Linked DNA regions of Mus musculus: region 1 is linked to region 2. Evidence: chromatin contacts called from public promoter capture Hi-C data. All regions are on one chromosome and are shown on one strand. Each heading gives the region's core, a stretch centred on a gene start, on an enhancer-like site or on the middle of the called end of the contact. The rest is flanking DNA. Distances are from core to core; before and after follow the strand shown.

The links. Promoter capture Hi-C pulls out the DNA fragments that hold promoters and counts their contacts.
Region 1: a promoter capture Hi-C map of cranial neural crest shows a contact between it and region 2. The contact joins the enhancer-like site here to the promoter of Glis1 in region 2. A contact is called at or near these places in 6 of 39 promoter capture datasets (the 3T3-L1 cell line, cranial neural crest, frontonasal cranial neural crest and 2 more) and 1 of 15 datasets of contacts at CTCF or cohesin (the NIH/3T3 cell line).

What each region holds. Positions count from the first base shown.
Region 1 is chr4:107,534,216-107,540,147 of GRCm38.p6, reverse strand. All of the region lies in intron 2 of Glis1 (GLIS family zinc finger 1), which reads right to left. Among named protein-coding and RNA genes, the nearest start is that of 4930552P06Rik, 60 kb to the left of the region's middle. Within about 2 kb of position 1,842, at least 15 of the 459 cell types and tissues checked have an H3K27ac peak or open chromatin away from gene starts, as enhancers often do. A contact at or near this core is called in second pharyngeal arch cranial neural crest, where this site is marked.
Region 2 is chr4:107,432,656-107,438,318 of GRCm38.p6, reverse strand. It overlaps Glis1 (GLIS family zinc finger 1), which reads right to left and starts at 3,600. Exons shown (of 11, transcript NM_147221.2): 1 at 3,422-3,600; 2 at 2,382-2,679. The coding sequence starts at 2,637. It overlaps Gm46866 (Holliday junction resolvase MOC1, chloroplastic-like), which reads left to right and starts at 3,064. Exons shown (of 2, transcript XM_030253946.1): 1 at 3,064-4,039; 2 at 4,238-4,542. The coding sequence starts at 3,254. The coding sequence ends at 3,886.

The DNA of each region.
Region 1 (5,932 bases), core at 593-3,092, 100 kb before region 2:
TTTCACTGTCTCTGGTTTTATGTGGATCACTCATTCATTTTCTCATTCTTCATCTACTCAGTCAGTCATTCAATAAACAATGCCTGTACATATGTGGTCCTATCTCCCTACCCTAGACAGCATCCCAATTCCTAGGCCTACAGCTTTGTAGCAGGCACCTACTGTGTACCTGGAGATGGGTCTATTGCTACATGATAACTTTATTTAATCTTCATGTTTCTCAATACGTTCCAAAGGAGCCCAGGGGCAGCTCAGAAGAGAAACTGATTCAGATCTGATCCCCAAACTTTCACACTTGTGACAGGCAAAGTGTTCTTAAAACAGAACAAAACAAAACAAAACAAAAAACCAATAGGAAACACTTAAAAAGTTGCTAAACTGGGGTCTGAGAAGATGGCCCCATGGGTAAAATGCTCAATGTACAAGTGTTTGAACCCCAGAAGCCATTAAAAGCCGGGCTTGGCAGTACACACCTATAATCCCAGCACTGGGGAGTCAGGGTGAGAGGGTTACTAGCTAAGGTCCTCTATCCACAAGAGAACACAGGGTCACACATACCTGTGTGTGGACAGACATGGATGAACACAACAACAAGCTGAACAATTGGGCTGAATAAAAACTAAAAATCTTGGTTTTAACTTAAAATTCTCACTCAGAGAGGTGCAAAAACAGTATTCATGTTCAGGCTAAGTCCTGGTCCTGAGACTACCACAGGTCATGGGTGCCATGGTAGTATCTCAGAGAAGCTCATAGCAGCCTGCAGTCAGATGAACTGCCTTCCCTCAGAGGGGTCTGGGTCATCCCTAGATGCCATAGCCAGGTGATCTTGGAAGGGCTGAGGGGGTCCCAGTGACCACTGACCGGTGTCATGAAAGGCTTGTGACAATGATTGCACTGTCTCTGCCTCTCGGTGGGATGGCAGGCTGGAAGAGGGCTGTTCTGGGGACAGCAAGAGACAGACAGGACTCAGAGCCAAAGGTCCAGCCTCCTCTGTTCAGTGCCCACACCTCTCATTGGTGTGACTAGAGCCTGGCCAAATACTGAAGTTCCCACCGCTGTAGCTAGTGGGGCTGTTAATCCAGCTAGAGACAAGTCAAATAAATAGCAGACAACCCCTAACTTCCCAAGGGGCTGCCACCACAGCCCTGGCTGGGAGCTCCCTCCACGCTGTCCTGGACAGCCAGCAGCCTCACCCATGGATAGTGTTCTTCCAGCTGCGCTCTGCTGCAAAGCCTCTTCTTGTGGCCTCCATACCCTGAGGCTGACACTCCCAAAGGATTCTGAGCTCGCCAGGGAGGCCTTCCTCAACCACTCTGGAAAATCTTCTGACTGAATCATCCCACACTGCCACCCTGAGAGCACATCTCCTTATTTAAAAGCATGCCACATCTGGCAAGATGGCTCAGTGGGTAAAGGCTTAAAGCCCAACAGCCTGAGTGCAATACCTAGAACTTTCCACATGGTGGAAAGAAAGAAATGACTCTTGCAAGTTGTCATCTAACCTACATACATACCATATCCCATGTAAATGCGTTCTCTAGTGTGCTTGCCTGACCCAGACCCAACCCCATGTCCCTAGGGCCTACTGTCAGAGCCTTTCCCATTGGAGCACAGGATCAAATTCTAGGCAATCTCCACCTATACCCAAATTCTGGGTCCCACAGCCATAGACTGGAACGGAGCAGCTCTACCCCAGTTCCATCCCGTCTTGACCAGAACATCACCTGAGTGCCCTGGGAAGCAGAGATTTAAAAGCCAGCGAGCACAGCGTTCCAGAGCAGGGCGGGGGAGGTGCGGGCAGCCTGCACATGTGAGCAGCAGATGGTCAGCAGGCCGGTCGGGAGGTTTCTATTTCAGTGACAATTCATTTTCAGTAATTATCCCTCTCTCCTTTAAAGTCACCTAAGGCAGCCCTCGTGGGCACAGCAGACCTCTTCCCAGGGCGAACTTTCAAGTTATTTGCACTTGTGGAGATGCGTGGAATTCAAAGCAGATGTGCCAAATTGAGCCTCATGCTTGCCGTTCAGCTCCGATTTTTTTTCCACCGGCCCACTGTAAATGTTTTTAAAATGGGACTCCGGTACTAGACATGTCAAACAGCTGAATTCAAGGTAGAAGGGGCTGCCAGCGGGGAAGACGGATGAAATTTAAAATTCCTTTCGACAGATTAACTAGAGACACTTTGAAGCCATAAATCATGCAGTCTAGAAGAAGCTAATAATGGATTTGGGTTTTGTTCCTATTTATTATCTCGAAGAGATAGCAGAATTTAAGGCCAATGGGGCCTGGCTGGCGACCCTCTAGGAACCCTCTGCCAGCATCCCCTGGATAAGAGATGGACCAGGGAAGGAGCAGGGACATAGAATGAACACTGATAACATGGCTGTGAGCTTGATACAATTTGTATAGACCAGGTACCAAGAATGGGAGGCAGAACTGTGCCCATTTTATGGATGAGGACTTTAAGGTGTGCTGTTCCAGGCTACATCGCCTGGTCAACTGACTCCAAAGTCCTCTAACAGAGTGTAGTGAAAGGGGGGCCTTAGAGGACTTGGGAGAGCTAGGGACTCAGTAGTAGCAAGCTCCCCAGCTTGTGGTAGGAGCCTAAGAGATTGGTGTTCTTCCACGTGTAGGCCTTTAGCCTCATAGGTGATGTTTCCAGGGCACCTCCCACGGCCATTTCCTACGTTTATGCTCCTGCCAGTACCTAACCTGGGTCTCTTTGCCCAAGACAAAGATAACACTTCATTTGCCTCATCCCCAGGGGGCCCTCCTCAAATAAACCGGGGCAGGCAAAAGATGCTAGGGTGAAAGCTCCCATGTACAGAGCACCTCACTAATTCACTCCACACACCTCCGTGCCTGCCCTGTAGTGACTCTGAAGACAGAACTGAAAGTACCAGGCACGCAGACACCGACGGAACTATCAGCTCTAGGGAACAGACCAGGAACCTGAGGGTCTGCAGATGAACTAACGTGGCCTGAATCAAGAGGGCTGTGCACTACCACAGGACCCCCTTTACTGTCAAGACTTCCTATTCCCATATTTCTTATCATCTGGCAGATCCAAGGCCAGTTCAGTCCACTGTGTGCTGAGGATCTCACTCAAAGCAGGATACAGCATACAGCATAGAGACAGGGGGCACTTAATGAGCAAGGCTCAAGTACTGGGACAAAAAAAACAAAACAAAACCCAGCTCCCAGAAACAGAAGGGGCAGATCCTGGGGAAGGCTCTGAGGACTGAACCCTGGCTCTGCCTCCCACCTTGCATGGGTATCTCAGTCCCCTTGCATATCATCACAACCTCTAAGGCAGCTCCTGAGACACAGTTCCAGGTCCTGCCCCAGATTTCAGACAAAATCTTGGTGGCTCTGGGATGCCATAGTGGCTAGCCTGGCACCATCTCTACCTTGCATGTGTCTACCATATTTTAAAAAAAAGTCTCAACTGTTCAGCTAGGCACCTCAGACCCTCTCTAACTTGACTCTGTACCATCATGCACACACACCAGTCAGACAGCTAAAGGTATGTGCTATTCTTGATCATACTCTGGCCGTGCAACCCCGCCCATGCCTCCTGTTTCGTGGTGGCCTCAACTACCACTCTGCCTTCTTCAGCTTGGCAAATTCACTCCTACATAGCCCAGATCAGATGCCCTCCCACCACCAGACCCCACCAGACATCTGCAGTTCACAGTCCCATAAATAAGCCAAGAGAGCAGTCGGACCATGTGCCACTGATGGCTCTTCTGTCCCGCTCCTAGACTGTTAACTCCTCAGAGTCCTTTATTCAGCCTCTCAGCCTTGCTGCCTGGCTTACTACCTGTTGACAGGGTGCATGCATGCCCGAGGATGCGTGAAGCGTGAGACCAGCTTCGATGTGAACAGGCCTGGATCCAAAGATGGGGTGGGGCGCATCAATAGGTACCTTGTTCACCCCTTCCTGCTTCACCCACACCAGCCTCCTCCCACAGCTCAAGCACAGCAAGCCCACTTCCCTTCCAGCTTACTCGATGCCTTATCTGTGCAGGACAGTGCACTAGGCACACTGGGCTGTCTCTTGTCCCTGGGATCACACATCCAGTGAGGGGCCTTGCCTGCTGTCATCCTTCCCGGCACACGCTGTTACATTTGCTCACTGTTAGGCTGTGCCCTCGAACACAGGGTCCATGAAGGCTGGAGCCTCTGGACTATAAATAGTTGCTAACTTGGGGAATTCTACAAAGCTGAGAGCAGAGCGTTCCTGCACACATAGAAGCCTTAGGACCACTCCGTGCCTGCACTCAAGGCTTTCCTTTCCCTGAGACACACAGAGCTGACTCCGTGCCTGCACTCAAGGCTTTCCTTTCCCTGAGACACACAGAGCTGACTGCTGCACAGGCTTATCTCTAGTGAACTTGGGGAAACCTTTAAAAAAGATTCCATCTCTCAGACTGATGAAAATATGATATATCCATTTTCCTTACAACCGTGTATGTGGTTATGCGTATACATACATGTGCACAAACACCTGGGGTCTTACTACAGAGTCACATTTGTCAGTATTTGTTATAAACTACAAACCTATCAAATGCTGAGCCTTTCCTTTTACTCCCAGGGATTCTCCCAAAGGCCTCCTCTGAATAGTACACGTCTGGTCACGTCAGCAATGCACACTTGGCTCTCCCGTTGTCAAGCACTTCGGACACTTTCGATTTTTGGCTTTTATTAAATAACACCCGGATGAGCACCCCCTGCACATAAATCACTGTCCACAGCTCCAAATGCTTCCCCAGGATTACTTCCAAGGAGAGGAATTCCTGGACCAAAGTGGATGGATGCTTGCCAGGCTCCTGGAACATCGCTGTCAAGTTGCCATCGTGAGAGCATCCCTGCTGTAGCCCAGCAGAGGCTGTGAGCCCGTTGGTGACAAAGGGTGGCACAACTTCCTCTTCCTGGATGTTACGACTGGGAACAAATACCCGAGCATCCTGTCTGTCTCTGTTTTTGGTCTGGGGATCTTTTAGTCTATATAAACACTATCACCTTTGGTCTTTGAAGCAAATACCCATTTTATTTATTTATTTATTTATTTATTTATTTATTCATTCATTCATTCATTCATTCATTCATTCATTCATTTATTATTTTTGAGATGAGGTCTCACTTTTTGAGATGTGTATCCCAGCTAGGCTCAAGCTTTCAATCCTCCTGTCTCAGCTTCTCAATGCTGAGATTATAGGCACGGGACAGCATACCGAGCGAAAGACCAAGTTTTACATATAAAAACGTTTACAACCTGAAGCACTTCAGCAGTCTTTTAGTTACAATCCCTTCGTCAGCCATTATGTAAACCTATTCCTCTTCCAGCTAGATGTCAGCTCAGTACTCCCCTATAATCTCTCCTAATTTTTTGTGTGTCTTCATTTTTCACACTTCACCCCTTAATCCATCTGGAATGGATTTTGTGAGATGATTTGGTGAGGATTTAACTTTATGGTTTTTTTTTCCCCAAATAGTTAACCAATTGTCCCCATCTGTGTTACACTCGCCCAGACCCTGCGGCAGGGCTTCCAGCATCTCTCCGGGCAGCGTGCAGAGTAATAACGACGATCATACACATCTCATGTACGTGCCTGGGCTCGGCACGGCACTGTCCATTCATCATCTGCTCAGCACATTCTTTCCTGAGCACCTGCTACGGGCCAGGGCTTGCTCTCGGAGCTGGAGATGTAGCTGGGAATGAAATAGGTAATAATTTCTGCTCTCATGGGGGCTCATGTTCTGGAGGGGGGGGGAGCAAAAGATAAAATAGGTAAATTACAGGTTGGAGCTAGAACTCAAAAGTGAAGAGCTTGCCTCGAATGGTCTTCAGTATCATGTGATGTATGTGAACACGCATTCACGTGTGTGTGTGCGCGCGCGCGTACACACACTCACATACTCACACATA
Region 2 (5,663 bases), core at 2,351-4,850:
GAATCTGGATAAATGGGACTTGGTCATAAACAGATAGTGATTCTTATCACGACTGATGACGACGTTAGTCCATGATGTCACCCCATGCCTAGTCCCTCCCAGTGCAGACCTGGAAATATTCATTAGTTCAGTCCCTTCCTGTGCTTAAGGTCAATTCAAGGCAGAAGGCATGTACCATTTAAACCCTCACTCCACACCAGGCATGGGTGTCTTCTCTCCATTCACTGGCTAACAGAGGCCACCGAAGACCCAAGGCACAGCACCTCTTGGCCTCTCCTAGCCAGTGCACCAGAATTAGAGTCCTTCACATTTAATATTTTTAAATCTTTCTTATGCTTCGATCCCGCTTGTTGCTATCACGGTGCTCTGCAAGTATTAACAAAAGCGACCTTCTCCGTTTATATAGCATCCTCACCACCTCATTTTATGGGCCCTGTGATGGGCATCATCACCGTCTCCATGCAAATGAGAATCCAGAGGCTGAGGTCATCAAACACATGGCTATCTCAGTCTAAGTCAGTCTGAAGGAGGAGGCCTGAGCTCAGAGGGGAGAAATAACTGTCCCACCCAGTGCAGTTAGATGTCTTATCTTTCCAGCTCCAACAATAAATATGCTTCAGTCGGCATCTCTCCTGGTCTGTTTCTAATAAGCCTGAGTGGATGGGCTGGACTGCACACACTCTTAAAGGCCCGGGAAGCCGGGGACTCTCTGGGTGGGAGGAGGCCTCGGAGAAGGTGTCCTCTCACCCATGACGTTTCTAAGAAGGCAGCCTGAGAAGACTGGGAGAAAACTGCTCTTCCCGCAGACGTCCTTGCCTGACTCTGACTGATTTCCCTCTCTCTCTCTAACCCGAGTTGTGCCAGAGCTCCAGATCTCAGATGCGACCTCTCAGTTTTCTCACCTTGCAAATGGGCGCCATCTACTCCACCCCCAACAGCCTCACAGCTGTGAAGAAAACCAACTCAGAAGCCACTGGGAGGCCGTCACCAGAAAGACCAGCTTCAGGTACCAAGAAAGGATCTCCTTCTTCCATCGATTACCTTCCCTGTCCTTTCCAAAGGGAGCCCTGACATCCTGACGTGAAGATCTTTTATATAGGGTCAATGGGCGGACAAAACATACTGAGGCTGAGAAGGACAGAGACAGGGAATATACAAAGTATCAAATGAAATGCTCCCAATGATAAGGAGACAGACTTATGTGAGGGACAACCATCACTAGGATGGTGCAGCCTTGATCTGCAGATGGGTATGACTGTGAGAAAGGACTGTTTAAGGAACGCAGGAGCGGAGGAGCTCTCTGCAGCCAACATTACTAACCTCCTGCTCGCTCGCTCGCTCTCTCTCTCCCTCAAATATGCATCCCAGCAAAAATACTCAATACATTCAAGAAGAGACTGCAGACAAGAAGCGCCTCTCTCCTACAAAGCCGAAGAGAAACCTCTCTACAGTTATGTCTTCCAACCAGGCTGGCAACTGCAAGCAAGCTGGATTAAGGTGCTGAGCTGGCGGTGTCTACAACTACAAAACACTGGCTTTCATTCCAAAAAGGTACTGCAGCTGATGAGATCAAACCCCAAAGTTGCTGGTTCGGCTAATGGGGAACGAAAGGGCAGGTCGGGCAGATCGGCACATCCCTTAACAATCTCTAATGTCTGGTTAATTATCTGTTAACATGAAACCTATAAATAACATGTCGGTAATAATTAACTATGATTGGGTGAATATCTTCAGGAGTCTACCAGCACCTGTCCCTGAATTTGCCCATAGCGGGTTCTGGGCCTGCCTTGGCTTCACCAAGCACAGAAAAGTCACTTCTAAGTCAACACTTGACCCAACCCAGATTACAGGCTCAAAAGAACTTAAGTCAGGAGTCAGAAAAATCATTTGGCATAATAAGTTCCTAATTTGACCGATGAGAAAACTGAGGTTCCTAAGGAAGAGGTCCTACTAAAATCCTCCATTTGGTTTTGTCTTTTCTTTCTTTCTTCCTTCCTTCCTTTCTTAGAGAGACTGTGATAGTTCAAAATATGCCTTCCGTTGCTTAGAAAAAATTACTAGATACTAATGTACAATAAAATTTTGACATTTCACACGACTTTCATCAGAAACATATAGAAGCAAAATTATGTAATGTAAGCTTTCTACATACACATCTCCTTCTCAAACATGCCTATTTGGTTTAAATTGGATGCTTCCAGGCATCAGTTCAGACTGACAGGCGAGTCCCAATCAACTACAGAGATACTGAGACATTAAGGAACTCTTAAGGAAGTTCCATGAAGTTCTAGAATCCCTACAGAGCCGGTGGCAGAGACACCGGTACCACAGACCTGACCTCAGCATGCCCGCGGTCAGCACACTGGTGCGGTGGAACTCACCCTTCCCGCTGCCGGTCTTGGACACACCATAGTCTCGAGGGCTCCGGGGCCGAAGGAGATCGTGGGCACGTGGTGGTGGCACCGGTAGCCGAGGCAGCAGGTCTAGCGGGTTCCCGTCCCCGCAGCCGCCACCACTCACAGCAATCCTGAAGGCCATGTGCGCTCCCAGGCTGACAGGCCCGCGGCCCTGGCCAGGAGCACCAGGGGCCTCCTTTGGCCTCTTGTCCGAAAGTGCCTCGGCCACCTCGCAATGCATGGCGCCGGGGCGGGGCGCACGGCTGGGGGTCGCGCCAGGCTCCTGCGGAGGGAAGAAAGCACCGAGCTTTAGAAAGCGGGAAACTCCATCCCTAGATCACAGTTTGGGCAGTCACGTTCTATTTAGTCCTGATCTCAAAAAAAAAAAAAAAGTTAGCGTCACCACACCGACCCCATTCCCTGAGCCACCTGACCCCGCGCACCGTGGTCGTCCCGCTTTCGCTGCCGTCGCCCTAGGCCCGCACGTTCCGGAGAATCCCCTGCGCCCTCCCACCCTAATCCGCTTCCACCCAGGGTCAGCCCTCTTCAGACGAATGGCAAAACTAAGACCAAGGATAGGATGGGAGTTCCCTAAAGGGACAGGGAGAGGGCAGTAAACTAGGATGGGATGGGAGTTCCTGTCCGGAATTCCCTAAAGGGACAGGGAGAGGGCAGCAGCCTGACTCCCAGAGCAGGGTCACAGGGGAGCAGGGAAAGACTCAGATGGGTCCCTGGCTGCGCACCTCTAGGTGCCCCGGGGCGGGCTGAGCAGAGCCCAGGCACTGAACACGCACCGCCGCCGGGTGCAGACGCAGAATTTCCGCGAGCCCCGCCACTAGCCAGACACCGGGCTGAGGATGAGCGCGCACGCCCACTGCGCGAGCCCACAAAGCGCACTCGAGAGCCGTAAATCCAGGAGCCCCGGCGCCCGGGAGCCCGCACAGCCAGAGTCGCCCACGCACGCCGGCTCGCACGCACACTCGCGACCCGTCGATGCGCCCTCCGAGACCAGCCATGCCACACACCCCATTCACCGGCTCACACTCCGCTCCGCCGGCAGCCGCAAGTCTCACGCCGGAGCCTCAGCATCATTTCCAGCATCATTCCCGCGAGAGCGAGGCCTCAGGGCCCCCAAATTCGCCTCGCCCCTCGGCGAGCCCCGCGCCACCCCAGAGCTCCCGGATTCGGACGCCACTGGGTCCCCGGCGCCGGCCGCGCCCCTTCTCACCTCGCCGCGGGCGCAGCGGCTCGCGGGGCACACAGCACGGCGCGCCTCCTCTGGCGCCGCAGCCCCCGCAGCCGCCGCCGCCACCGCCACGGCCGCCGCGTCCTACGGGGCGACACCCCGGGGGCGGGGCGGCCCGCTGCTGCCCACAGCCGCTCGGGCCGCGACTCTTGGGGGCTGCCGGACCAAGCCAATGGCGGCTCGAGGGCGTGCCGCTCGCCTGGGGGCCTGGGCGGGGCGGCGCGCGCCCAGGCTGAGGTTTTGACAGCGGCCGGAGCCCTGCACGCCGGCTGCCGGGACGCCGCCGGACTCTGCGGCTGCCAGAGGAGGAGGCCAGCCGAAGGCAGAGCCAGCACAACCCGGCTTCCTCTGCTCCCCGGCGGGATTCTGCTCCTCCCCGGGTCGCGTTTTCTCCCGGGTAAATGGGAATGGCGGTACCTGCTAAGCGGAGGTAACAAATACAGAAGTGCTTGACAAGTTGTTTTGGTTTTGCAGACTCTAACCAGCTCACTTCAAGTGGCACAGATTTCACTGCAAGTCATAGCAAAGCTGGCCTTTGTCATCTGAACCCAGGCCTCAGCCCACTTTCTCACTTTACTTTCGTGTTGTTTTCTAGAAAGGGTTCATCCAGACGAGAGAGGAGCTCCGCGTTCTCCTGTACCCATTCCTTGCCATGTCCTCCGCGCTCCAGGCAGCAGGGTCTCAACTGTAGGAAGAGCCCTTGATGAGGCTTCATAGTGACTAGAAGCAATGGGTCAGCCCCCATCCCTGAAGCGTGCAAAATGGGGTGTTCGTTCATGTCTCTGACCGATTTTCTGGGGTCTACTGAAGGATCTAGGGTAGCCCCAAAATGTCTCTGCATGCTGTCAACATCTCCCACTATGCACAAAATGTTTGAGAATAGAGGACCTTAGTCTTAAACTGTGGAAGTGTGTTTCTGCAACCGGCCTGGTTCACAGACTGGGGTTCCACACAGGAAGACAACCCAAGCAGTTTCCCAGCATCTTAACAAAACAAAGATTTTTTTTTTCCAGTCACAAAAAGTTAAGATTTGCCAGGCATGCTGGCACACGCCTTTAATCCCAGCAGGCGGATTTCTGAGTTCGAGGCCAGCCTGGTCTACAAAGTGAGTTCCAGGACAGCCAGGGCTATACAGAGAAACCCTGTCTCGGAAGAAAAAAAAAAGTTTTTTAAAAAAAGATTTAATTTCCTATACCTTATTTGTTTGGAGACTTAGAAACAGCAGAAGGAATTGGAAGTACCTTGACATTTTACTTAACACCACCCCCACATTCATGGCCAGAAGCAACAAGGTAGGTAGGGTGTGGCAGCGCAGGCTTCCGACTCCCACGCCAGTGTCTTCCTCCCATTATTACCAAGAGCAGGTGTCAGCCGACCTGTGCAGGCGATGAGCTGTTATGGGCATCTCAGAGGCCTTGCCTCTTTCTGGAGACTTGTCATTGAGGACTGTCACTTTAGGGCAGAGTGGATATGAGTAGAAAGGAGGAAACTGACCAACTGCCCGCCCAGAACTTGAACCTCCCCCTCCCACCCCACCCTCAATTCTAAAGTGTGGACCCTGGCTCTGGCCAACAGGTCTGTGGCTTTAGACAAATAGCCCTACTTAGTTTCTGCCTCATGCGTCAAAGAAGCAAGAAAGCTGGAAGGTCTAGCTTTGCTATTATGCCCGTCTGTAAGGCCAGGAGCTGAGCGCTCTGCTCTGCTCTGCTCTCCCCGGCATGTGCGCACTCACACACACACACACACACACAGCACTGTACATTTAGTTCAGACTGGAAACAGTTGCCAAATGAGTCACTTAAATAACAGGACAAGCAGGCAAAAGCTCTCCAAATTTCCCAACAGCAACAAACTCATTTACTTATTCTTCACTGCTTTGCTACCTTTGACCAGCCCTTGTGTTTGAAGCTACTAGGGACCTTGTGAGTGTTCACAGGTCTGCTACAGCAGGTAGCCAGGCAAAGTAGTAAGCTGCCTGAACTCTCCATTCAATGGGCCTCTCCAACACTGTGTGCAGCAGG